Regions from separate parts of the Pan troglodytes genome. Here all the other regions are linked to region 1. The links are chromatin contacts, called in public HiChIP or PLAC-seq maps. All regions are on one chromosome and are shown on one strand. The core of a region is the stretch at or near the end of the contact, and the rest is flanking DNA. Distances in the headings are between cores, read along the strand shown.

Region 1 (6,465 bases), core at 2,267-4,766:
AAGGCGGGAGAACTGCTTGAACCCGGGAGGCGGAGGTTGCAGCGAGCTGGGATCGTGCCATTGAACTCCAGCCTGGGTGGCAAGAGCAAAACTCCATCTCAAAACAAGCAAACAAACAAAAAAACACCAAATATCTGTTTGAGTACTTGCCTTCTATTCTTTTGGGTATATACTCAGAAGTGGAGTGCTGGATCATATGGTAATTTCTGTTTAATTTTTTTGAGGAAATGGCATATTGTATTCCATACCAATTGCATTCCCAGTGACGTATGTCTTTTAAAAGATTACTTTCAGGCAAATGAAGACTAGACTTAAGGAAGGCAAGAGTGGATGCAGAAATATTTGTTAAGAGGCTCTTGTAATTAACCATGAGATTGATTATGGTAGCTTGTATCTACATAATAACAGTGGAGGTGGTGAGAAGTCACTAGATTCTGGTTTTGTTTGAAAGGCAGAGCCAACTGGATTTGCTGATGGGATTAGTTTGGGAGTATGAAAGAAAGTGAGAAAGCAAGGATGACTCCTAGGTTTTTGGCTTGAGCAACTGGAATAATGAGGTTCCATTTACAAATGTGGGAAAGTTTGCAGGAAGATGAGGTGGATAAATCAAGAGTTTGTTTTGGGACATGTTAAAAATAATACACCTATTACACATGCAAATAGACAAAATGAACCTGATGTTCAGAGAAAATGTATGGGTTGGAGAGGAAATTTGAGAGCCATCAGCATATACATGGCATTTAAAAGTATGAGATTTGTAAGATGGCTCACACCTGTAATCTCAGCACTTTGGGAAGCCAAGGTGGGTGGATCACTAGAGGTCAGGAGTTTGAGACCAGCCTGGGCAACATAGTGAAGCATTGCTAAAGAAAAATTAAAAGTAAGGCAACACAGGGAGACCTCATCTCTATTTAAAAAAATAATAATAGCTGGGCTTCATGGTGCATGCCTGTAGTCCCAGCTACTCAGGAGACTGAGGCAGGAGGATTGCTTGAGTTCAGGAAGTCAAGGCTGCAGTGAGCCATGATCGTGCCACTGCACTCCAGCCTGGGCAACTGATACAGTTTGGCTCTGTGTTCCCACCCAAATCTCATCTTGTAGCTCCATAATTCCCATGTGTTGTAGAAGGGACCTGGTGAGAGATGACTGAATCATGGTGGGGGCGGGTTTTTCCCGTGCTTTTCTCATAATAGTGAATGGTTCTCATGAGATCTGATGGTTTTAAAATCGGGAGTTTCCCTGCACAAGCTCTCTTGTCTGCCACCACGTGAGATGTGCCTTTCACCTTCCTCCATCATTGTGAGGTCTCCCTGGCCATGTGGAACCGTGAGTCCAGTAAAACTCTTTCTTTTGTAAATTGCCCAGTCTCAGGTATGTCTTTATTAGCAGTGTGAAAATGGACTAATATGGCGACAGAATAAGATCCTGTCTTAAAAATAAAATAAAATGGGCCAGGAGCAGTGGCTCACGCCTGTACTCCCAGCACTTTCAGAGGCCGAGGTGGGTGGATCACCTGAGGCCAGGAGTTCAAGACCAGCCTGGCCAACATGGTGAAACCCCATCTCTACTAAAAATACAAAATTAGCTGGGTGTGGTGGTGGGCACCTGTAATCCCAGCTATTCTGGAGGCTGAGGCAGGAGAGTCATTTGAACCCAGGAGGCAGAGGTTGCAGTGAGCCAAGATCATGCCACTGCACTCCAGCCTGGGCAATAGAGTGAGACTCCATCTTAAAAAATAATAATAAATAAAATCATGAGACTTTATGAGAATATCTGGGGAATGACTATAAACATCAAAAAGGAGGAGGACACCAAGGGCTGAGCCTTCTCCCAGGGAATATCCCATTCCAGCAACAAGAAGGCAGTGAGAAGACAGCAAAGAATACTGAGATGCCAATGAACGGGGAAGAAAGTCAAGAGGGCATGATGTCCTGGAAGCCAAATGAAGAAAGTGGTCAACTGTGTCAAATAAGATGCGGATGTAAAACAAGAACTGAAAAGTGGCCATTCCTCTTGGCGACCTTAAGAAAGTTATGTCAGGCTGGGTGCAGTGGTTCATGCCTGTAATCCCAGCACTTTGGGAGGCCAAGGCGGGCAGATCACCTGAAGTCAGGAGTTCGAGACAAGCCTGGCCAACATAGTGAAACCCCATCTCTACTAAACATACAAAAATTAGTCGGGCGTGGTGGTGCACAACTGTAATCCCAGATACTCGGGAGGCTGAGGCAGGAGAATCGCTTGAACCCGGGAGGCAGAGGTTGCAGCGAGCCGAGATTGCACCACTACACTCCAGCCCGGGCGACAGAGCAAGACTCTGACTCAAAATAAATAAATAAATAAAATAGATGTTTCCGTCTTCCACAGGGAGGACCAAAAATAAATAAATAAATAAAATAGATGTGTCCGTCTTCCACAGGGAGGACGTGGGATGGTGGCGGAGCTGGCTGCAGCAGAGCTACAAATAAATATAAAATAAATAAAATAAATAAATAAATAAATAAAGTTATTTCAAAGGATTGTCTGAGAGGCAAAAACCTAACTGCAGTGAGTTCAAGAGAGAATGGGAGGAGAGGGGAGTTGCAGACTGTGAGTAGGCAACGCTTTTGCTGTAAAGGGGAGTAGGGAAACGGTGAGGGATATAGAGAGGGCTGGTTTTTGTTTGCCTTTGAGATGGGAGAAACAGCAGTACGGATGATGACAAGGATAATGCAGTCATCAGAGGGAAAAGAGATGAAGGGGGGATTACTAGATCTATGTCCTTAAGCAAACAAGAGGCGATGGGATCTACCGCACACGTGGAGGGGCTGACCTTAATTAAAGTCCAAAGTATGTGGGCTGTGGAATCTCCCTTCCAATCGCAGTAGAACTCAATCCAGGCGGTCTCCGGATTTCTCCAGACCACCTCCACCTGGCGTTGTTCTGAGCTGGGCCACCGAAAGTTGAGATTACTGAATGTGTGTGTCTCCCATTAACCCGTAAGCCCTCCAAAGGCTGCATCTAAGTCGCCTCTGAATTCTTCACATTCCTCCAAACTCTGGGCCACAGCCCCGCAATATGGGCTTATTGAATTAGCCCAAAGAGACACAAAGCAGCCTCTACGCAGCTGGTTTCACAAAGGGGGGCGGTCCTAACCCTGCGCTCTGGGATCCTGACGTTGGAGCTATCTCTCCTCCTCCCCTCTGCTCCCAGCTCTCCGCAGTCCAGCTTGTCGGCTGATCATCGTCCATAGAGGCCACCGTACCCGACGTTTGCGGACAGTGACAAAGAGTCAAGCTTGGTGAAGGTGGAGCCTGAGGGCAGGACTGAATGAAGATTGAACTGAGAGTTCAGGGGCGGAGTTTGAGGGCGAACTCGGGACAGAGACTGGATAGAGTTCAGGGAGGCGGGGCCTAATGATGGCGCAGGGAGGGGATTGGGCTGAGGGCGGTGCCGGCGCGAGGATTGGGCCGAGCGCCTCGGGGGCGGTCCTTGAGGGGGCGGTGCCGTGTCGGAAGTCAAAGGTCAGTAAATAGTGGTGATGTCATGCAGGCAAGATGGCGGAAGGGTGAGCTTGTCGTTTTGCTCCTAGGCGTTGGGGCCTGAATTCTCCCAGGGTTGGGGTGCTGGGCGAGAGTCCCGGTGGGGAACATGAGATCAGCGGGGGCGTGGACTGATCTGAAAGGGCAGAGTGGAGTCGCATTGTGAGGGGGTGGGCAAGCGGTCTGCGAAGCCTCGGCCCGCAGGGTACATCTGAGGGGGGAACAAACCGGATCCTTGGGCGGGCAGGAATCGCACCGCGGTGCTGCCAGATGTGTCTGTCTTCCACAGGGAGGACGTGGGATGGTGGCGGAGCTGGCTGCAGCAGAGCTACCAAGCAGTCAAAGAGAAGGTAAGCCGGGCCCGTGCCCTTCTTCCCTCAGCAGGGCCCTGCGCCGCCTCAATGCAACCTGGTCCAACCAGCCCCGCCCAACTTTTGCGGGCGCTAAGTCTCAAGGATGAGGCTGACCTGGGCCTTTCTTTTAGCCTCTACCGGTCCACGGGAAGACAGACCTCGACGCAAACCAGTGTGATACTAGCCACAGTGAAATAAAGGTGGTTTTAAAGGCTGGAGTTAACGAACGTTTTGTAGGAATCCATAGGAAGGAGCAATTTATTCCAGCTCAGGAAATTCAGTTTCTTCGTGAAAGAGCATTTGATACAGGTCTTGAAGGAAAAGATTCTAGCAATAAAAAAACTTACTCGTATAGTCATTCAAATATTAGAGTATATGCGACAACCAGCACTCTGATAGGTCTTGAGGATACAGACTTCAGCCAAACAGATGTAATCCTGGGCCTTACAAAGCTCACAGTCTAGTGGGGAGACAGCCATTAACCGAGTAGCCAAACAAATAGTTGTTTAGTTACCGTTGTGGTAAGTTCTGTGAAAGGAAAGTACAGGGGCACCTTGTCTATTCTGGTTAGTCAGTAACTCACCAGGGAAGGCCCCTGTGGAGAAGGAACCTCATCAAGGCCAACCCTGCCTAGACAGGATGAAAAGCAAGAACCCAAGCCAGAGATGAGCATGAGCCATACACACTGGTGCCTGATGAGTTCTAAGTAGGGGCTATGCAACGGGCAGTAGAGAGAGAGAGATTAATCACCAGAGAGTGGAAGGCCTTCTTGCTGAACAATCTCTGTGGGATGAGTGATATTTGGCTGTGCCAGTGGGTAATTTGCCAATGTGTATTCCTGTTTCATTTCATGCTTATTTGTCAAAATCAGCCCAACTGAATTGTGGGAAAAGTTGATTACTATTTACCTCAAGCAATTGGGATGAGTCCTGCTTCAGGGCCGACTCCAGGAAGCTTCTGACCTCACCTAAATAAGTCCTCTACTCTGGGAGTATTTTTGTTTTGTTTTGAGACAGAGTCTCACTCTGTCACCTAGGCTGGAGTGCACAGGTGCGGTCTCAGCTCACTGCAACCTCTGCCTCCCAGATTGAAGTGATTCTTGTGCCGCAGCCTCCCAAGTAGCTGGGATTACAGGCATGTGCCACTACTCCTGGCTAATTTTTGTATTTTTAGTAGAGACAGGGTTTCACCATGTTGGCCAGACTGGTCTCAAACTCCTCACCTCAGGTGAGCCACCTGCCTCAGCTTCCCAAAGTGCTGGGATTATAGGCGTGAGCCACCACACCCAGACATCTGGGAGCGTTTTTATTCCTCCCTTATCCTGGGTACTCCTGGACAGCCTCTCAGCAATAGCCCAGCAAATCTGAGAATGCCCTGAGCTGTTTATGTTGTTGATGAGGACTGAGAGGCTTGCACCCTAACATTTGATAGAAGAGACCCGAAAGTAGCATGTTTCCTGTTGGGTAATTTCCTGGCAGGAAAGTCTGACATTCATTCAGCAGATGTTGCATGAGGGCCTCCTGTGTTTGTCTCAAGGTTGGTCTTATCATAACTTATGAAAAATAGATAGTTGGCCAACCTTCCGTCTTCATTCTTGGAATTCCCAGTTAAAAGCTGGGGTGGGGGTGGAGGTGGGAGTTGTTTATGCCTTTTTGGAAAGAAAAGACGTAATTTCCCTTTTTTTACTTTCTTACTCTTATATGTACTTAGGCAAGTGTTTTTTGTTTTTTGTTTGTTTGTTTTTGAGACCAAGTCTGGCTCTGTTACCAGGCTGGAGTGCAGTGGCTCAGTCTCGGCTCTGCAACTTCCGCCTCCTGAGTTCAAGTGATTCTCCTGCCTCGGCCTCCTGAGTAGCTGGGATTACAGGCATGTGCCACCACGCCCAGCTAATTTTTGTATTTTCAATAGAGACAGGGTTTCACCATGTTGGCCAGGCTGGTCTCAAACTCCTGACCTCAGGTGATCCGCCTGCCTCGGCCTCTCAAAGTGCTAGGATTACAGGCGTGAGCCACCACGCCTGGCCTCTTGGGCAAGTTTTTAACCTCTCTAGGCCTCAGTTCCTCATCTATAAAATGGGAATACTAAGAATACCTACTTGATGAGATTGTGGTGATGGTTAAATGTTAATATATGTAAAACACTAAGAACAGTACCTAGCATACATAAGTGCTATATAAGCATTAGCTGTTATTAAGTGCTGAGGCTGATGGGAAAACCTCTTAGATACCACCCCCAGTTCGTTTTTCCTTCCATTTTTTTTCTTGGTCTTTTGGTGCTTTCCTATCTTTATGTCTCATTCTGGCTCCATCTGGACCACTCACTTCTCAGCACTCCTTAGAACACATTGTCCTGAAGACCACAGCTATGAGATGGTGCTATCATCTGCTTTCCTCTGCTCCTTACCTCCTCCTGTCCTGTCTTCCTGTGTGTTGTCAAGGGCAATATGACTGACACAAATACGTGTGCATACACGTTGATAGAGAAAGGCATATCATTGCTCTACATACTTACCAGAAAGAAGAAATTAAAAAGAGAAAGGCACCAAATGCTTTTTGGTTCCATCACAGATTCCCCAACCTCATCTGGGCCCACAT
Region 2 (6,833 bases), core at 2,310-4,809, 480 kb before region 1:
TGAGCCCTGGATCCTTGTCCTCAGAGGTCCTTAGAAGTGAGGGGATGTGGTAGGCAGACTGGATCAAGCCCTCAACTTGCAGCCGCATAATTTAATTTGAGACATGTCTCTATAGTTCACTGGCTGTGTGACACAGGGCAAGTCCCCTTACCTCTCTGATCCTCAGCTTCCTGATATGGAATGGAAGCTAATGACACATACCAGCCTAAGACTCAAAATAACATGGATAAAGGCCGGGCGCGGTGGCTCACGCCTGTAATCCCAGCACTTTAGAAGGCTGAGGTGGGTGGATCACCTGAGATCAGGAGTTCGAGACAAGCCTGGCCAACATGATGAAACCCCGTCTCTACTAAAAATAAAAAAATTAGCCGGGCATGGTGGTGGGCACCTGTAGTCCCAGCTACTCAGGAGGCTGAGGCAGGACAATCACTTGAACCTGGGAAGCAGAGATTGCAGCAAGCCAAGATCACGCCACTGCATTCCAGCCTGGGCAAAAGAATGAAACTCCTTCTCAAAATAAAATAAAATAATAACATGGATAAAGTAGGTGCTCAATTATTATATCCCCAAAGCAACTCCTGACCTCCTGATTCTTCCTGTGATTTGCAGGGCGGGTGAGGGGTGTCTAGCGACCACCCTTGACTGGGGCCATGACCATCCTAGGCTATAAAAAGGAACCTTCCTATTCTAAATGGGTACCCGGGGCTGGCTTGGGCACCTGCAGCCTGAGTTAGGTGCTGAGACTCTGGACACGCAGGAGGGTCCAAATGCTGGTGACCCCATTAGGTGTCAATGTGTAAGTGGCCGGCCAGCCCTCAAGGGGGTCTCTGTGGAGTCCTGTGAAGCCCAGTGAGTGCAGCTTGGGAGGACAGAGGCGCACCCTTAGTCCCTGCCCAGGTCCTCATGGTTTCATTCATTCTTTCACTGCTGTGTTTCCAGAATATTACACAGGGCCTGGTCCATAATAGGTGCTCAATAAACATATGATGGAAGAATGATTTTTTTTCCATACAGTCAACAATCATTTAATGAGCCCCAACTGCATCATAAGCCTTGTGCTAAGGGATGGGGTACATAAAGTGGCTGGGTTTTTTTGAGATGGAGTCTTTCTCTGTCACCCAGGCTGGAATGCAGTGGTGCGCTCAGCTCACTGAAACCTCTGCATCCCGGGTTCAAATGATTCTCATGCCTCAGCCTCCAGAGTAGCTGGGATTACAGGCACGCACCACCATGCCCGGCTAATTTTGTATTTTTAGTAGAGACAGGGTTTCACCATGTTGGCCAGGCTGGTCTCGAACTCCTGACCTCAGGTGATCCACCCACCTCGGACTCCCACAGTGCTGGGATTACAGGCGTGAGCCAGCGCCCTGGCCTGCAGTGGCTGCTTCTGACAGCTCCCTCCCAAGTTCACCCAGGGCTCCACTAAATCCTCCCAGCCAGCTCTCACTGGCTGCCAGATTCCAGGCACCAGGGCTTTCCCCAGAATTAAGGCCCAAGCACCCCATGCATCATGAGGACTGAGAAGGCTGTACCCCCACAGTCACAACTCTCCAAATCCTTCAAGCCCCCTCCTTCAGCCGCCTTCTCTCTCAAGCCCTCAGGCACTGCCATCTCCTCCCTCCCAATGCCCTACATCTATCTGGGTTTTACCCAAAGAGGCCAGCAGATGGCGCCAAGGTCCCCCTTTCCCCAGCGCTGGACTGGAGGCCAAGACCCCACCAGGACCCTCCCTCCTTTTCTCCCCTGCAGAGACGGGAGTAGATTCTGTGTCCTCTAACTGAACCCTCTCCTTCCTGCTGGTTCCTGTGATGGAGGCCTGAAGAGGCTCCAGTTGCTCCTGCGGGCCTCCTGGTTGTCTTCCTGTCTGATGGATGGGGGGTGGGGGGTCCCTAGGGGCTAAGCTGCAGCTGGTGGGGCGGGGCCGGGTGGGGTGGGGCAGGCAGCAGCTGCGGGGAGAAAGAGAGAAGATAATAAGGGGAGAGAAAGAGAGCAAAGAGAAAAGAAAGAGAGAGGTGCTCTGGCTCCGGGGCTCTTCTCCCAAACGGGTCGAGGTCCCAGCTGAGGCTCTCCCAGGACAAGGTATGTGGCTGGGGAAATGATAGGGCTGGGCAGTGTCACCCTGCCGAGTGGGGCAGGTCTGGGGGCACTGAGGGGATGGGCAGGAAAATTCTGCTGCTCAACAAGAGCCCCTAAGCTCGCTTCCATCTCACCCCTTCCAAGGTGACCAAGGAGGAACACAGGGCCAGCGAAGGAGTCCTGGGTGGGCATTAGGAGAGGAGGGTTGTCTATCGCTCCTCTTGACCCACTGTGTGAATCTGCACCAAGTTCTTCCCATCGGTAGACCTCACTTCCTTAATGTAAAACCAGGGGGATGGAGAGGAAGACCCTGAAGACGTTTCTGTGGCGGAACTTTGCAAGACGTCTCCTTTCCAAAGAAAATTAGCCCTTCCAGGGCTTCTGGAAAACCTTTAAGACCCAAAGGAATGCCCCGCTAGTAGTGGAATTTCGGATAGTCGTGGGAGGGGGCTCAGGGGTTCTTGCTGAGACAAAAGGCCCTGAGCCCTGGTCCATGCCTCTCTCCTCCACCTTGTTTTTCTGGCTGAGATGAGAGTAGGGGGCTGGAGCCACTCCCCCTCTCAGAGATGCTCTTAGATTGCTGCAGACTGTTTTCTGGCTGGGGAGGAGCTGGCCCCGGCCAATTCTAGAGTCTCAGGAATCTCCGGATGGGTGAAGTCACTCTGGGTGGGGAGACAGTTCAGTTAAGCACAGCTTTGGGAGTCAGATCAGCCTGTGCTCAAGTCCTGGCTCTGCTGCGGGTCCCTGGACAAGTCAAGTAGCCTGTCCAAGCTGCAGGTTCCTCCTGTGCAAAGTGTGCAGAGTATGACTTTACAGGGTTGCCCTGAGAATTAAGCCACATAATGCAAAGAAAGCTCAGCATAGTATCTGGCCCCTGGTAGACGCTCATTACTGCCCTCACTATGGGGATGAAAATGAAGGAAAAGGACTGGCCTGGGGTCACAGAGCTGGACTCTCCAGTGAGTCAGAGCAGCCTCTTCCCAACCCCACTGGAAACACGGAGCCCTGGTGTCCACTTAGCACTCTCTCCAGCTCTCCCCAGCCTTACTGTGATCTCTCCCTCTGCTCCCGTCTGCCCCAGCCGCAAGGCCTCGGGTCTACCGTGGAGTGAGGGGATCCCTAGGCCCAGGGAAGGGAGGCGCGCTTAGGGGTGGGGGCACAAACGGGCATCTCGGTGGCACTTGTCCTCTCTCTACCCTGGGAAAGGGCAGAAAGCGGCAGCCAAGTCAGGGCTGTGCACGGGAGAGAGAGTGACCGCGGCGGGGGCGCGGAGAACCCCGCCGGGCTCCCGCTCGGTGAGAGGGCGGGAGCCGTGGGTCCGCGAAGCCCCTTCCTCCCCGGCAGAGGACCTAATAGGCAGCGGGGGCGGGAGTGGGGGCGCCCTCCGGTCCTCACCCCGCCCCTGCACCTCTCCCCGCAGCGGGGGCGCCCCGCCCCCCGGGCGCCCGACGTGGACGCGGCCGCCGCCACCGCCGCCGCGCGGGAGTCGCTGTCCGCGGAGCCGACATGCAGGCGGCTCGGGGCGGCGCAGGGCGGCCGGGGCGGCCGGGCCGGCCGGGCCGGGGGCCGGAGCGCGAGCGCGAGCGGCCGCCGGGCGCCGGAGCCGCGTCCCCCTGCGCCGCCCCGGGCCTGCCGGCCGGAGGAGCCACCATGCACCCTGGGTCGCCGAGCGCCTGGCCGCCCCGCGCCCGCGCCGCGCTCCGCCTGTGGCTGGGCTGCGTCTGCTTCGCGCTGGTGCAGGCGGGTAAGGGGGCCCGGGGCGGGGGGCCGGTGCCGGGGCAGGCTCCTCTCGAGCCCAGCTACCTGGGAGTCCCCTGGTCCTTTCTCTGCCCCCTAGGGACTCCTGTCTCGGCCCAAACACTGCTCCCCTAACCCAGCCCCCAGCGTCTTCCCTACCTCCTTGACCCCCAGACCTGTCCTTCAGTTTCCAAATCTCCCCTGTCACCTCAGCCCTGGGTTTCCTAGGGTCTTGTGGTCCCCAGTCCCCTAATCCCATTCCCCTAACCCCAGGTCTTTGCCTCAGCTTCCCTAGCTCCCTTCTTTGACCCAGGGAGCAGCTGAGGACACCAGGTCCCCCATCTGGGCCTCTCTCCGTGTCCCCAGGACCTCTCAAAGCCCTGCAAGCCAACTCTGCAGGGGCAGATGGGGTCCCGCTGTACAGGAGCACGTGTGAAGGGGATGGGGGCTGGCACCTGAGGGCGCAGGGCGTGGGGTGGGCCCCGGCACCCCTGATCTGGTGCAGTGTCTGGCCTGCCCCATGGGGCCGGCCCGACCTTGCCCAGCCTCTCCTGCCACTCTGTCTTTGTCCCTCCTGGCTGCCGCTGCCCGGCTCATCTCTCCCTCCGTGGCTCGGGGAGCGCTCTCTCGCAGCTGTCTTTCTCAGATGCCCCACTTCTCTGTCCTCTGGTTCTGTGTCTGCCACCACCTGTCTGTGTCCTGTCTCTCCACCTCCCCCTCCGTGTCTGGCTCTGTCTCCCTCAGGTCCCAGGCCCAGCCCCCTGGGTCTCAAGTTCACTCTCTGTGGGGTGAGGGGTGCTGCTCAGGCCCAGCTCTGCCCCGTGCCGCACCTGCCCCTTGGAAGATACTGAGCCTTATGTGACTGCACTGCCCCTCTCCTGGACGGTTTTCCTCACTGACCCCCCACTATCCCTATCACTCTCACCCCCACTTCCCTCCTGTCTCTTCTGGAGTGATTCCTCATTCATCCTCTTCCCCTACCTGTTCTCTCCTCTCCACTCGCCATGGAGGGGCCCTGCTCTGAGTGACCCCATCTTCCCTTGCCACCTCCCCACCTGCATCTTGGGGCTGGAAGAGCATGGATAAGAGGCTCACACAGACTCTTCCCCAGGCTTTATTCTGCCTGGGCCATCACAGCTCTGAGGATACTTCTGTTCTCCTCACTCCCAGTCCAGGGCTCACCCCAGCCTGACACTTCTCGATCTCTGGGTCTTTCTCCTTCGTTCAAGGTCACTCATTGGACAGGACAGTATTGTCAAAAGAGCACTGGACTGGGGAGTCCTTTTGTCTGCTTTTCATCAGCTAACCTTCAGTTTCTGTCCACCTATGTCCCCTACATAACTCTCTCCACAACTCTAACCACCCATCCCTTAGATAGGGCCCCGGCCCAGGCCCATCACTTTGAGCCTTGGACCCCTCATGGGGCCGGCCTGTGGCCAGCAGGGGCTTCCATCCCAATCATGAGGAGCCTGGGGCCTCTTGGGCTTGGTTCTTCAACCCACTGAAGAGCTGAGAGCCATGTCACTGGACCCCACTTGAGGCCTTAGTTTCTTCCTTCCCCTCCTGCATGGCCTTCCCCAGGTTTCCCCTTCTTACTTATGAGACAGTGGGTCTGGGCCTCACAATAGGGGATGCTCAGGCTTAGGTGCCTCCCTGTTCCCCAGACAGTCCCTCAGCCCCAGTGAACGTCACCGTCAGGCACCTCAAGGCCAACTCTGCAGTGGTGAGCTGGGATGTTCTGGAGGATGAGGTTGTCATCGGATTTGCCATCTCCCAGCAGGTAATGCTCCACTGTCCTTAGGAGGGAAGGACACATCAAGACAGTAGTGGCGGATGGGGGTAGGAGTGTGGCGGTGGTGGTGATGGAGAAATAGAAAGGAAATAGGAACTTAGGGCAAGGGAGATGAACAGCAATTTGGACATATGTCTGAAAATTGGGGCCCCATTCAGACATATGTCTGAAAATTCTCTAGAAGAGAATCAGTCAGTGAGGGAGGGTTTGGGAACTTTCAAGTGGAACACAGAAATTAAGGTTTTGATCTCAGAGACATCTGCATTTAGGACCTAGCTCCAGTGCTTACTAGATGTGTGGCCTTGGGCAACTTCCCCAACCTCTCTGAACCTGTTTCCTTCCCTGTAAAATGGAGATATTGATAGCGGAGGTGATGGAATGATGAAGATTGTGTATGTAAAGGCTTTGTCACCACTGGGAGGTGGGCAGGAGCGGGGCTGGTCACCGAGTGTTGACAGCAGTGACCGGCGCTTCTCTGCAGAAGAAGGATGTGCGGATGCTGCGCTTCATCCAGGAGGTGAACACCACCACCCGCTCGTGTGCCCTCTGGGACCTGGAGGAGGATACGGAGTACATAGTCCACGTGCAGGCCATCTCCATTCAGGGCCAGAGCCCAGCCAGCGAGCCTGTGCTCTTCAAGACCCCGCGTGAGGCTGAGAAGATGGCCTCCAAGAACAAAGGCAGGCCCGGGTCACTGTTAAGAGGAATGGGGTGGGGTGAGGGGTGGTCAGGACCAGACCAGTGGGTGGCTTGAGGAAAGCTCTGTCTCCTCCCCCTTATCCCCTGCTGGCAAGTAAAGCAGTACCTGAGAGAGGGTTCACGCTAGTCCCTGACAAGACGCTGAGCATATAAACTCCCTTTAGACTTGGTCCTATCACTGCCACCCCAAGTAGCCATCAGTGCATTCTAGAATGTATGTTAGATGTGTGGGCACCTGTAGAAATCAGCACTGTTGTCTTGGGCTTGGCCCTAGAGGAGTGGCTGAGGGAGGAAAGGAGCGCTGGATCTAGTGTCTCTCTCCCTGCAGATGAGGTAACCATGAAAGAGATGGGGAGGAACCAACAGCTGCGGACAGGCGAGGTGCTGATCATCGTCGTGGTCCTGTTCATGTGGGCAGGTGAGTCTGGCCTCCGAGACCTTCTTCTTCCCTCAGACTCTGGGAAATGGAGGACTCTGACCAGCCCCTTCTCTCATGAAAAAAAGGGTAAGGGGTTTGGACATCTCTAAG
Region 3 (7,025 bases), core at 4,451-6,950, 270 kb before region 1:
AAACGTTTTATGGAATAAAATGTGAATTAACTACTCACTCACTACCAACAGGTTGGAGGGAAAGCAAACCATTGTTGGGTATGCTAATAATTTTGCTTACTAAAACTTTCATTAAAAAGGAAAGAAGGGGAAAGGGTGCAAAGAAATTGAAAAGAATGAAAAAAGGGAAAGAAGAGTAAATAACATAAACCAATTTTTCAAACATTTACTAACCGCCTATCAATGGACACATTGCTCCAAACGCGATGGAAGTACAAAGACGATTAAGACATGATTCCTGACCTCAAAAAACCTGCAGCTGGGCCAGGCATGGTGGCTCACGCCTGTAATCCCAGCACTTTGGGAGGCCGAAGAGGGTGGATTAATTGAGGTCAGGAATTCGAGACCAGCCTGACCAACATGGTGAAACCCCGTCTCTACTAAAAATACAAAAATTAGCCGGGTGTGGTGGCGGTGCCTGTAGTCCTAGCTACTCAGGAGGCTGCGACAGGAGAACTGCTTGAACCCAGGAGGCAGAGGTTGCAGTGAGCCAAGACGGTGCCACTGCACTCCAGCCTGGGCGAAAGAGCAAGACTCTGTCTCAAAAAACAAACAAACAAAACAAAAAAAACCGGCGGCTGGCTAATCCCAGCTACTTGGGAGGCTGAGGCACAAGAATCGCTTGAACCCGAAAGGCGGAGGCTGCAGTGAGCAGAGATCATGTTACTGCACTCCAGCCTGGGTGACAGAGAAAGACTACTTCCTGTCTCAAAAAAGAAAAAAATAAATAAAAGAAAGAAAATTAAACAATTTGCCTAAGATCACACAGCTACTAAGTAACAAGTATGCTGAAGCCCAAATCTGACTTCTGATATGGGAAAGCACAGTGGGAGAGAAGGCCGATTAAAACTGACTATTTAGTGTTCTGAATGCCGTCTTAAGGCATTCTGTACTCCACACTGGGTCAAGGGCATCCACATCATCTGGGAACTTGTTAGAAACGCAAATTCTCACATCTACTCCAGACCCATTGAATCAGAAACTCTAGAAGGTGGGGCACAACTAACTGTTTCACAGTACCTCCAGCTGATTATGATGCATATAAACTTTTGAGAACCCCTGGCCTAGATGGGAAAGATGCTACACAACCAGAATTCACTGGGGTTTATAAATTGACTGCCTATAAAATGGAGAAAGAGAAAATGTCAAACTAAAGCCAATTATGATGAAAAGAAATAGGAACAACAGGAGAGAAAGTTGGGGTAAGGCCTTCACGTAAGGAATAATTCCATTTACAACATGTCAAACTGGGGAAGCCAGTAAGATATACCAGGGAAGACACGGGCAGGCAGAAGAAAAATCAGGAAAAGCTCTGGAGAAGTTAGGTCTAAAGATATCAATAGGAATTCTTCTGCACAGATGTCACAGGCAAAGCTTTGAGAGCTTCTACATTACACTGAAAAGAAATGAAGAGAGATATGAACAGAAAATTGGAATTACCTGTATGTAGAAGGTTAGACAAGAACCAGAAAAAGAATGAAGGAGAGGACAGTGTTACAGAACTACAACCGTGGTTTTTCTTTCTTTTTAAAGGGGGGAAACGGATCTGGGTAAACACCAGAAAAAGAACACACACAAAAGTAAACACTGCATCAGGGCTGCTTGCTTGTAAGTAATCCTCATCTTAAAAAACAAAAACAGGGCCAGGCACGGTGGCTCATGTCTGTAATCCCAGCACTTTGGGAGGTCAAAGTGGGAGGATCACTGGAGCCCAGAAGTTAAAGAACAGTCTGGACAACATAGCAAAAAAATTTTTCAAAAATTAGCCAGGTATGGTAGCGTGTGCCTGTAGTCCCAACTATTCCAGAGGCTGAGGCAGGAGGATTCCTTGGCCCAGGAGGTCAAGGCTGCAGGGAACTCTGATTGTGCCACTGCAACCCAGTCTGGGCAACAGAGCAAGATCCTGTCTCAAAAACAATTTTCAGCCAGGTGCACTGGCTCACGCCTGTAATCCCAGCACTTTGGGAGGCCGAAGTGGGTGGATTACCCGAGGTCAGGAGTTCGAGACCAGCCTGGATAACATGGTGAAACCCCATCTCTACTAAAAATACAAAAAATTAGCTGGGCGTGGTGGCAGGTGCCTGTATAATCCCAGCTACTTGGGAGGCTGGGGCAGGAGAATCGATTGAACCCAGGAGGCGGAGGTTGCAGTGAGCTGAGATCATGCCACTGCACTCCAGTATGAGTAACAAGAGTGAAACTCCGTCCTCCGTCTCAAAACAGCAACAACAACAAAAAACAATTCTCACATTATTTATCTAGATTTGCTAATGCAGAAAACTACTAAGATGACAGTACAGATTTCAGCCTTGGGGAATTAAGTCTTTAATTCTTGCTTTCGTAACCTAGCTAGTCATTCTATTATATTACTTGGGAAGTTTCTGAAAAGTAGGGGTTCTAGAATGTTTAGTGGGTATGGGATGGCCAATATTTGTGATCCACTAGTCCAATAAGCACAATTTAGCATATGACTATAATAAATGTGGAATCACCATTCCAGTACACTTCTCATTAAGTACTCTGCCACAAGTTCTTTTTCTTTGAGACAGGGTGGCAATCCCTAGCTCAGGCTGGAGTGCAGTAGCAGGATCACAGCTCAATGCAGCCTTGACCTCCCAAGGCTCAGGTGATCCTCCTGCCTCAGCCCCCGCCGAGGAGCTGGGACTAACAGGTACGCACCACCATGCCCGGATAATATTTGTAATTTCAGTAGAGACGGGCTTTTCACCATGTTGCCCAGGCTGGTCTGGAACTCCTGGCCTCAAGCAATCTGCCTGCCTCAGCCTCCCAAAGTGCTGGGATTACACGTGTGAGCCACCATGACCAGCCCACAAGTTCTTAAATGGTTTGAATTACCACTGAAAACTCTTGACAGAAATGATTCCAATTATCCTGAATTCCCCAAGCAATTCTGATGATCAATTGCATGTGGGAACTCCTGGTCATGATAAAGAAGCTTCTAGGCCGGGCGCGGTGGCTCACGCCTGTAATCCCAGCACTTTGGAAGGCCGAGGCGGGTGGATCATGAGGTCAGGAGATTGAGACCATCCTGGCTAACACGGTGAAACCCCGGCTCTACTAAAAATACAAAAAATTAGCCAGGGGTAGTGGCCGGCGCCTGTAGTCCCAGCTACTTGGGAAGCTGAGGCAGGAAAATGGCGTGAACCCGGGAGGCGGAGCTTGCAGTCAGCGGAGATCACGTGACTGCACTCCAGCCTGGGCAACAGAGCGAGACTCCGTCTCAAAAAAAACAAAACACAAAGCAGCTTCTAACTCCCAATTTCTAGGTTTTTACTATGGTTTTGTGTAACATCCCTAGGACACATTTCCCTATTTTTCCTTATGCCACTGTAAAGGTAGCAGCCTCATTCTTAAGTTACTAGTATAATTTCTGCGAAATTTCTATCATTTGTTGAGCTACATCATAGTCTAATAACATTTTGCAATTATCTTAACTTTTAAAGATCCAAGTTTTGAAGGAATTTACTTAGCACACAATCGCTTTTGAATGTTATTCAGAAAACTTAGTTTTGTACCAGAAAATCCATTATTCCAAATGGCACAATGGTCTTGTTAAAACTATGTTAATATCATCTAAATTTACCCTCCTCTTTGTTTTTTGCATTGTCATTTCTTCCTAAGAAATGAGGCAAATTGAGGCAAATTTTCCTTCCTCTGATAATTTTATCTGTACCACTTTTATGCTAATTATAACTAATTTGGATCCCCGATATGTAGCACCAAATACAGCCCCAATAAATGCAAACTATTTTATCCCCTCTACTAGAGATAAGCTACCTACACGTAAGAAACATGGTATTAATCTTTATAGCCCTCATTATGCCCAAACCCCTTATAAGAAAGCCATTCCACCTTCAGGTGTTTTCTAGGTACCCTAATTATCTCTCTACAACTGCTGTCACCATATATAACTATAATTATTAGTTTATATCTGCCACTTCAACTAGACAATGTGCTCCTTGAAGGCAGGTACCATGACATACTACGAGAATTCAAATTAAGTTTTGTTGAGGCCAGGTGCAGTGGCTCACGCCTGTAATCCCGGCACTTTGGGAGGCAGAGGCGGGCGGATCACCAGAGGTCAGGGGGTTGGAGACCAGCCTGTCCCACATGGTAAAACCCCGTCTCTACTAAAAAAACAAAAAAATTTAGCCAGGTGTGGTGGCAGGTGCCTGTAATCCCAGCTACTTGGGAGGGCTTAGGCAGGAGAATCGCTCGAATCTGGGAGGCAGAGGTTGCAGTGAGTCGAGCTCGCGCCACTGCACTCCAGCCTGGACAATAGAGTGAGACTCCGTCTCAAAAAGAAAAACAAAAAAGTTTTGTTGTAAGGACTAGACTCATAGTAATACTTTTTTCTTTTTTTGTGTGGGGGGCAGTAGAGACGGGGGTATTCCCAGGGCTGGTCTCCAACTCCTGGCCTCAAGTAAGCCTCCTGCCTGGGCCTCCCAAAGTGCTCAGATTCCAAGTGTGAGCCACTGCTCCTGGCCATAATACTTTTTGAAAGTTGACAAGTTTTGTACTATTATTTGGTACAGCCACTATTATTACAGGTATTATCATCAGCTACAGCTATTTAATTCAGTATTGAGAAAAAAACGCCAATATGTTTTCTCTTGTCAGGTAAGTTACAAAATCATTTTGTTATTTTGCCTTACTTTGTGGCCTAGAAAAAATGTCACCAAGAGGTTTTGATCACATGCCTTCTCCGGGTGACTGAAGAGCGGAAAAAAGAAAATCAATGAGAAATCTACACTGAAAATACATCAAAATAACGTTCGGGAGAGTCATGTCACCTGGTTACATCTGGAAGCCACTGGGCAGTTAGGCTGGGCCACTCCAGAGCATGGGTCATCACCAAATCATAAAGAAAAGGGGTGTTCTTTTTCCATATTTTGTATTCCTCGTTGATCACTCGTTCTTCCACTGCGTCGTCGAAGGCTGCTAAAATTTTTAAAAACAAATTTAAGTTAGCAAACAAACGGAAACCGAGTAATCCTCTGCAAAGCCACCTGCATGACTCCTACATCCTAACCATGAAATGGAGGTGATTTGTCTAAATCCCCACGGCAGAGGCATGCACACTCTCCACTTTCGCGGCGCCGAAACTCCTCGGGCCATCCCCGCCAAACACTCCGTTACCCGTTCCAGGCCACGGGGCCAGCCAGGCCTTCGGAGCACGCTCGCGCGCGCCGAAACTCACAAGCCGGACGAGGAGGCCCGAGCTCCGAGCCTTGTGGGTAGGAAGCGGTGTCCCCACGCTCGGGACAGAGGCCGAGAAACCGATATCGGAGGCAGGAAGAGAAACAAACACTGGCCGGGGGCCCCACCGCTGGCTTCGCCAGCTGCGACCGAAATCGGTCCCAGGGAACTGGCGAGCCGTTAGCCCGCCCCACGGGGAGTTCCCTCTTCACGCCTTCAGTACCGGGGACTGCACTCGGCAAACTCGGGCCTGCCCTCACTGTTAGGCCATGTCGAGGCCGCGGCTCAGCCCAGGCACCCACTGCCCTCCTGGGTCGGCCCCGGCACCCTCACCTTCCTTGTCGGCCATGGCGGACAGGCGAGCCGGGGGAATCCTGGGGTCGAGCGTTGCAGGAGGGGCGGGGAGGCTGCAAGAGCTCGCTCTGTGCGCGCGGCCTCTATTGTTTCCTGCGCCCCCAGCGCGAAGGCTGACTCGCGCACCTTCGCGCCAACATCAGCCAATCGGAGCGCTCCTAATGGCGGGATGGGCGGGGAAGCCGCGTTCGCGACCAATCCAGACGCGCGGAGTAGCTTTCCGCGGGGACCGAGGCGCGCGCTCCGCCCCTCCCCCCACGCCTCCCCGAGCCGACTTCCAGCGATTGCGCGCGCCGGCGTTGACGGGACTGCGCCCGGTCAGGGTCACGTGAGAGAGGTTTGGTCCGCACACTCCCGCGGCAAGAGGGCAGCCATTTTCTTGAAGGCTATTAAGCTTACGACCCTTTCAGAGTACTGAGATGAAAAATCTAGAATGCCTTCGGGTCTAATTATCAATTTTGGGGGTGAAGCGGGGGAAAAAACCTCGCCAGTCAGACCCAGACGGGTTTCATTCAAGGTGCCCTTCAACGTTTTTCGTTAGTCTTTGGAAAGAACTAGTAATGAAGGAAGCGCAGAAGATGGGGTTTTGGCTTTTTAAATATGCGATCCAAGCGGCAGGGTAGGGACTAAAGTAGGTCAACAGCCAACTCCGAGAAAGGAGTGTGGTCCTTTAAGGGTGTGCGCCAAGGGGCGGAGTCTAGAGCGGAAGTAGTAATTCCGGGCCGAAGTCCGGTGGATGAAGGGCGGAAGTAGAGTGTCTAATCCTGCAGTCATGGCGCAGGAAGAGGAAGATGTTAGAGATTACAATTTGACTGAAGAACAGAAGGCGATCAAGGCCAAGTATCCGCCAGTCAATAGGAAGTACGAGTGTGAGTAGGTGGCTTACTTCTCTCTTTACATGTAAGCACACAGGCATCCCCTCTCCTTACCTGCGGCTTCCTGCTGCTCTTTCTACTGTGCCCCATGGGTACTTCAGGCATGATCCCATTTGTGCCGGCTGTTGTAGTCGCGTTCGTACTTCTCCTGGGAATGCTGAAGGAAAAAGCCACCTGGTTTAATAGTCGCGAAACCTGGCCTCCCTCATTTACAGTCTCTTGAACTTCTTCCACATGTGTCTAATCACATTTATCTTCGTAAATTCTAAAGATAACCATATTTTCAGGCGTTTGCAGTGTTGCTACCCCCATGTATTTCCCAACGGTGAGATTAGAGTGTGCGAGGTTAGAGGACTCGGAAAGCTAATTAGGGGATTTCTAACTTGATGTTTCACCTCGATCATATTAGCAAAAAACCTGGTTTTGCCATTTATGATTGTGATTTTTAAAAATGATTATTTTAGGCCGGGCGCGGTGGCTGACGCCTGTGATCCCAGCACTTTGGGAGGCCGAGGCGGGCGGATCACCTGAGGTCGG
Region 4 (6,633 bases), core at 3,780-6,279, 360 kb before region 1:
CCCCAAAACTGGTTTTGTCTAAAACTCTAGAGAGGTTACCCGCCTCCAGAGTCAGAAACACAGCCATCATCATATAATTTTCTTTGTAGAGTGTGGCCTCTGGAGGCAGACTGAGTGGCTCCGTCATTGTGATGCTGTGAACCTCACTTCCACATAGATGGGGACCTTGCCTGTCTGGTCCTCTGGCATTCGCATCACCTTGAACAGTGCCTTACACTACAGAGTAAAGAATATGTCCTCTTCAAATAAATGAAGCTGAGTGACCTTGGGCTACTTACTCTCACCCCTTTTTTCTCACCTACAAATGGTGATAACTGTCCACCTCCCAGGTTGCTGTAAGGACATAGGAAGACTTTGATGAAAATGCTTGGCCAGGGTATATATAGCACATAGCAGCCTTCCTGTTACTTCTCTTCCCATTCAGATTAGCCAGGACCCTGCCCTCCTTCCATAGGCGCTCGCCTCCTCCAGAAAGCCTCCCCTGATTATCTGCTGGGCTCCAGTCCTGGCATCTGTCCCAGAAACACTTCCTACCCACACACTTGTCTAGAGTCCAGGTGATATTTCTGGAAGATATGGATTCCTGTTTGTTTTTGTTTTTTTTTAACTTGTTCTTTTTTGTTTCTTTTTTTTTTTTTTTTGAGCTGGAGTCTTGCTCTGTCGCCCAGGCTAGAGTGCAGTGACGCGATCTCGGCTCATTGCAAGCTCCGCCTCCCGGGTTCACTCCATTCTCCTGCCTCAGCCTCCCAAGTAGCTGGGACTACAGGCGCCCAACACCACAACTGGCTAAATTTTTGTATTTTTTAGTAGAGACAGGGTTTCACCATGTTAGCCAGGATGGTCTCAATCTCCTGACCTTGTGATCCGCCCGCCTCAGCCTCCCAAAGTGCTGGGATTACAGGTGTGAGCCACCGTGCCTGGCCTGTTTTTTTAACTTTTTCTTATGTCTGAGTCCTCCTGTGGGACAAAGGTGAGACTCTACCCTCTGTGAATCCCCCTCAGTAATCATCATCATCACGGGCTGTTATCCAAACATGGATCAGGGTGAACTTAACTAATGCTCAAGTCCTCAGCAGCATAACAACAGCAGAAACCTGCTGCCAGCTGCACCATGCTCCACAGTTCACAACGCATTTGCATGTCTGTTAGCTCATTTGATCCTGGAAAGGCCCCTATAAAGCTAGGATTTATTATCCCTATTTTACAGATAAGGATACTGAGGCTTGGAGGGGTGAATAACCTGCCAGCATCTTGTAGCTTGACAGGGGCAGACCAGGGAAGCAGAGTTGTCCATTTTTTTTTTTTTGAGACCTAGTCTCGCTCTGTCACCCAGGCTGGAGTACAGTGGTGCAATCTCGCCTCACTGCAACCTCCACCTCCCGGGTTCAAGCGATTCTCCTGCCTCAGCCTCCTGAGTAGCTGGGATTACAGGCACGTGCCACTAAGCCCAGCTAATTTTTGTATTTTTAGTAGAGACAGGGTTTCACCATGTTGGTCAGGCTGGTCTTAAACTCGCGACCTCGTGACCCACCCACCTCAAACTCCCAAAGTGCTGGGATTACAGGTGTGAGCCACCACGCCCAGTCAAGCAAAGTTGTTCTTAGGCCCAGAGCCCATTCCTTCCAGACTGGGTCGTTAGAGCTCAGGTGACTAAACTTATAAACACAGTCATAGCAACCCCTTGCATTTCTATGGTTACTTCTCTTTAATATAATTTTCTTTTTTTTTTTTTTTTTCCCTGAGTCTCGCTCTGTTGCCCAGGCTGGAGTGCAGCGGTGCAATCTTGGCTAACTGCAACCTCCGCCTCCCGAGTTCAAGCAATTCTCCTGCCTCAGCCTTCCGGGTAGCTGGGACTACAGGTGCACGCCACCTTGTCTGGCAAATTTTTTATATTTTAGTAGAGACGGGGTTTCACCGTGTTGCCTAGGCTGGTCTCGAACTCCTGAGCTCAGGCAGTCTGCCTGCCTCGGCCTCCCAAAATACTAGGATTACAGGCATGAGCCACCACGCCCAGCCTTTAATATAATTTTCATATGCTCTCTTGTGAGAATCTTGGTGAGACAGAAAGGTCACAGCCCATCAAGGCAATGTCCAGCCAGAGGATTCCCCCTTTCTTCCCCACAAGACAGTGGTGGAATCAGGGAGCCCACTGAGAAGTTGCTCATCCTACATCATGGGGCTTGCTAGTAGCTGGGCCAGGATTTAAACTCTCATTGGCCTGATTCTGATACTCTCCCCACTCTATCAAGTTCCCTCACTTCTCTCTCTGGGCCATTTCCCATCTGTAAAGTGAGTTGAACAAGAAGATCTTCAAGCCTTACCTGCTGCTCTATGTCCTTGGGAGAGTCATGAAAACAGTCCCGATTTTTGAGGCAAGTAATTTGAGTTTAAATCCCAGTTTGGTCAAATCAGTCACTCACTGTCCCTGAGCCTCAATTTTTTCATCTGCAAGTGAGATCTTGACATATTCAGACTAATCAATAAATGTCAGACTTCCTCTCTTCTAAGTTTGTGCAGGGTAGTGAGGTCAGCAAGGGAATCATGGAAGACTGGTGCTCAAAACTCCATGACAAGCTCAGTTTTTCCATCTTAAAGTAGGAGAGTCAGATTAGAGGAATCAAGACCTGCCTCTCGTAGGTCTTTGAGTCAGAGATTGGAATGGAGGAGATAATGACTTCCCCAGCAAAGATCCCTGACCTCCCAGCAATCTCCTGTGTATCCCTCCTCCCCACCTCTCCCAATCTCCATTCTGAACATTCTCCCTGAAAGAGTTAAGCCTTCTGCAGGCTTCCCGTTCCTGGCCAGCGTTGCCAGTGGAGATTAGTGGGATCAGATTTATTTCTCTTAATAAACAGAAAAGAAGTTGGGCCAGGCAGGTGACAAGGAAACAGTTGCAATAATAGGAGGCTGGAGTAAAAGGGAACAGGACTTCCTCCAGTCATACCCAGGGCCACCTCCAGACCTGGAGAAACAACAGCCAGGGGCAAGGAGGTGTTACCCATGCACGTGGGCTCAAATCAGGCCGACATGCTGCCCAGAAAGCCCAGAGCCACCTGATACCAAACACAAGGCAAGAGGGAGGCCTGGCCACTGACCCAATGACCCCAAACCCAGGCTGTTGGAGCAGTGACCTACAGGCTCAGCTTTTCCAGCCCCCTGACTTCCAGGCTGGTCTCCCAGAGGAAAAAAGTCCACTGCCCTGGAGTATACACTGCTAGTCCACTAGCCTTCTGCCTGCCAATCCTGACAGTCTGACCACAATACATCCTGCTGCAATGCCCTCTTGAATGAGATGGGGATGACTTCAGACTGAATCCCAGTGGGGCAGCCCTGGGACAGACTCCATGTCCTGTTAGGACTGCAGAGGCTTTGGAAACACCCCTCACCCAAATCCAATCCTCCCTCAGGGTTTGGCCCAGTCACCCCAGCCCCAGCACCCTCACTTCTATTTGTGGCTGTGCCGCAGGGAAGCAGGGCCCTTATCCAAAAGGAAGATCAAGCCGGATACAATCACACATGAGGCTTTCCACCCTCTTCCTGACCCCTAAAGTGTTCCTTCTAACTCTCCCAGAAGAGGTGGTTAAAGGACACCGGGAGGGTAAACACAGGCAGAATGGGATGGGCCCGCACACCCAGCCATTTCCTCACCTCCAGCACTGCAGCAGCAGTCTAGGAAAGGTGGATTTCCCAGGACCGCAAGCCCCAAGGGAGCTCCACCCTCTTGCAAAGACTCAAGCCCTCCCCACCAAAAGGAAGACAGAAACTGGAAAATGAGGGAAGGCCCAAGAAAGGAACTGAAAATGACCCCAGCAGGGATGGGCCAGGTCGGCTTCCCTGCCTTTCAGGCTGCCCATCCAGGCCAGAGGAGGAGCCCAGGGGCTCAAATTCAGAAAGACTGAGAATTAGCTGTTGAATTTTAAGTACCCACCCCAGCCCAGGTACAGCCTCTCCACTGAGCTTGGGCCTCAGTTTCCCCCATCTGTAAGCACACTTCCGACACTGGCATGTTTCTCCAGGGCTGGAAGAAGGAGTGATAGGGAGGGGCGGGTTGGTTCACCTTGGTGAGCTCACTACCCCAGGAGGTGATGTTTGTGGCCTGGCCCAGGTGAGCGTTGAGGGAGGCCAGGTGGGAAAAGCCAGCACTGTTAAGAAGCTAAGGCAGGGCACACTGTGCTCCATGCGAGGTCCTTTGTGGGGCTGGAAATCCAGATCCAGCTGGAGCTGAAACTCTTTGTGAGTGCGGTTGACCTTCCAGACCCAGAGGGTCCCCACCAGAGACCCAAGGCCACCTGTCTCTCCCATTGGCCACAGGCCAGCGTTAAGTCTCTGACCCCCTGACTCAGCAGAGGGCAGAACCTGGGTGAGCCTGGGGGAGGGGGAATCGCCTCACCGCCCTGGAGTCGGGCTACCAGCACTTCCTGCTCTGCCAGGGGATCCCTGCCCCAGCCGGGGGTCCCCTCCCCTCACAGCGGGGCAGGACTGGGTCTGGAAAGTGCGGAAGGCAGCGCTGGGTGGAAGTGTTCGGACTCAGCCCTGGCCTCTTCGCTTTCCAGCACCAGCTCCTGGGGGTCACCCCCCTCCAACACGCCGCGCGCGGACCCCCGGCAGAGCCCCCTCGGCCGTACCCTCGACGCCCCCCCGCGCTCAGCCCAGGTGCCGACCGCCTTACCTCGGCCTTTGCCCTTGGCCCTCTTGGCCTTGTCCTCCGCCTTCTTGGCCCGGGGGGCGGCCGGTTCGGCGCCCTCGGCCCCCGCCGCCTTCTTCTTGCGCCGCTTGCCCCGCAGCCAGCTGAAGGCGCGGCGGAGGCCGGACGCGCCGGAGCGGGACTTCTTCCTGCGCGGGGGGCCGCCCGGGTTCCCCGGCTCCTCGGCCGCAGGTGCGGCGGGGGGCGCGCGGGCCGCCATGGCAGGCGGGGGCGGAGCGGGCGGCGGGTCAGGCCCCCTGCGGCGCGGTGCCCATGCCGGGGGCGGCCGCCGGGGACGCGCGCCCGGAGAAAAGTTTGGGCGGCGGAGGCCGAGCGGGCGCGGAGAGCGGGCGGCGGGAGCGGCGCGGGAGGGGCCGGCCGAGCGGCGGGCGGGGCGCAGGCCGGCGGGGAGGGAAGGAGCGGGGCGGGAGCGGCCGCGGGGCGGGAGCGGCCGCGGGGCGGGAGCGCCGCTGCCTGCGGCCCCTCCCCGCCTCCCCCGGTCCCGGCGGAGGGCGAGGTCCAGTCCCGAGAGGAGGGGGTCCCGGGAGCCCGGGGTCGTGCCCCCCGCTGGGGCCCGAGAGGGCGGGTCGTGGGGCCGCCCGGGAGGGGGCGGCACTGAGGTTCCGTCCCGCAGGGGGCACCGCGGGAGGTCTGTTCGGAAGAGGGTGGTATGGGGTGGGGACGGAAAGGGGAAGGGCGCAGGCAATGGGGAGCGAGAGGCTGGGGTTGGACCCCAGGAGACTTGGTATCCCAAGTTTGGGCTGGGAATAGACAGGGGATTCTGGAATATTTTTTCCTGGAATAAGGGAATTTGGAGAATTCCTTCCAAGCCCCGACAGTGTTGGGGCGCTTGCGCCAGGAATAGAGGCTTCAGACACGTCCAAGACCTGTGACCCGCAGTGGGTATTTCCCTCCCATCTGCTGACTGGGGTCGCCTCCTCGCTCTTTACCACACCTTCCAGGCTCCAACCATCTTCGGTGTGCAGCGGGGGCCCAGGCCCACTGTGTTCCTGCCTCACCCTTTGGTGGCAAGATGAGGATAGCCCTTCCTCCGTTTACCCTTGGACTAGGATTTGAGGCCCCAGGGCACTCCTGCCTGGACCAGGAGTTCCCACTGAGATGCTCAACACTAATTAGGGTTGAACTCTGGGCAGGTGAGAGGTGTGACTGGGAGGCTGGTAGGAAAGGAAACATTAAGAATCCTGAAATTGCTGTACTCATTGCCTACAGGCCTCTGGGTCTATTACAGCTGACCAAGCCCTTTTATATCATCTGATCCCACGACAACGGAAATGGAGGCCAGAAGGGGACAGAGGTGGTCAGCGGGAGAGGAGCCAAGATGGGCATCTGGGTTTTGTCTCAGGCTGGTCCAAGGCTTCAAACCCTAAGGACTAGAAATTGCGCTGGGGACCAGCTGTGGGTTCAGCACCCTTGAACCCCCTCCGTCAGTCCCCAGAAGGGCCTTGTGATGTCCATACCAGTGGGGTGGCCAGAATCACCCAATCTGACTCTGGTCACATGGCTTTCTCTTGGTCCTGGTCTCCACGAGGGCAGGGGCCCATTTGTCTGGGCCACCCAGCCCAGTCAGCCCCGGCGCACTGTAGATAGCACTCACCATAACATTGCAGGATTACTAGAGTGCAGTGGGATCTCCCTAACCTGCCTTAGCCCCCTGCATGTCCCCAGGGGCTCAGCTGTGGTGAACCTGGGACATCATTGACACTCTCCCACCTGGGGGCCCTGGGGCAGACCACCCAGTGTCCATGCTGGGCCTCAGTTTCTTGTCTAACCACGATTCATTCAGATCCAGCCCACAATCCCAGAGCACCCATTCTGGATCAGGAACCAGCCCTGTACTCTGGGTGCTCTTGGCCCAGCCTAGCACTCCTAAGAACCCAGCCTCTTCCTCTGTTAGTTGGTGAGGAAAGGGAATGTAGAGAATGCAGTTT

The links. HiChIP or PLAC-seq counts read pairs in DNA pulled down with a chosen protein or histone mark.
Region 2: an H3K4me3 HiChIP or PLAC-seq map of stem cell-derived excitatory neurons shows a contact between it and region 1, with 14 times the contacts expected there. The contact joins the promoter of FNDC5 here to the promoter of BSDC1 in region 1. A contact is called at or near these places in 1 of 7 Hi-C or Micro-C datasets (stem cell-derived neural progenitor cells) and 1 of 1 datasets of contacts at active chromatin or transcription factors (stem cell-derived excitatory neurons).
Region 3: an H3K4me3 HiChIP or PLAC-seq map of stem cell-derived excitatory neurons shows a contact between it and region 1, with 17 times the contacts expected there. The contact joins the promoter of RBBP4 here to the promoter of BSDC1 in region 1. A contact is called at or near these places in 1 of 7 Hi-C or Micro-C datasets (induced pluripotent stem cells) and 1 of 1 datasets of contacts at active chromatin or transcription factors (stem cell-derived excitatory neurons).
Region 4: a contact with region 1 is called in an H3K4me3 HiChIP or PLAC-seq map of stem cell-derived excitatory neurons, with 4 times the contacts expected there. The contact joins the promoter of NHSL3 here to the promoter of BSDC1 in region 1. A contact is called at or near these places in 1 of 1 datasets of contacts at active chromatin or transcription factors (stem cell-derived excitatory neurons) and 1 of 1 other capture datasets (stem cell-derived neural stem cells).

What each region holds. Positions count from the first base shown.
Region 1 is chr1:198,577,477-198,583,941 of NHGRI_mPanTro3-v2.0_pri, forward strand. It overlaps BSDC1 (BSD domain containing 1), which reads left to right and starts at 3,517. Exons shown (of 11, transcript NM_001243957.1): 1 at 3,517-3,544; 2 at 3,808-3,868. The coding sequence starts at 3,534.
Region 2 is chr1:198,095,268-198,102,100 of NHGRI_mPanTro3-v2.0_pri, forward strand. FNDC5 (fibronectin type III domain containing 5) reads left to right here and starts at 3,560. Exons shown (of 6, transcript XM_009453148.3): 1 at 3,560-3,820; 2 at 5,478-5,593; 3 at 6,087-6,285; 4 at 6,633-6,722. The coding sequence starts at 3,583.
Region 3 is chr1:198,310,282-198,317,306 of NHGRI_mPanTro3-v2.0_pri, forward strand. RBBP4 (RB binding protein 4, chromatin remodeling factor) reads right to left here and starts at 5,701. Exons shown (of 12, transcript NM_001246374.1): 1 at 5,593-5,701; 2 at 4,854-5,001. The coding sequence starts at 5,608. It overlaps ZBTB8OS (zinc finger and BTB domain containing 8 opposite strand), which reads left to right and starts at 5,237. Exons shown (of 7, transcript XM_063783364.1): 1 at 5,237-5,297.
Region 4 is chr1:198,220,341-198,226,973 of NHGRI_mPanTro3-v2.0_pri, forward strand. NHSL3 (NHS like 3) reads right to left here and starts at 5,030. Exons shown (of 7, transcript XM_003307954.4): 1 at 4,670-5,030. The coding sequence starts at 4,904.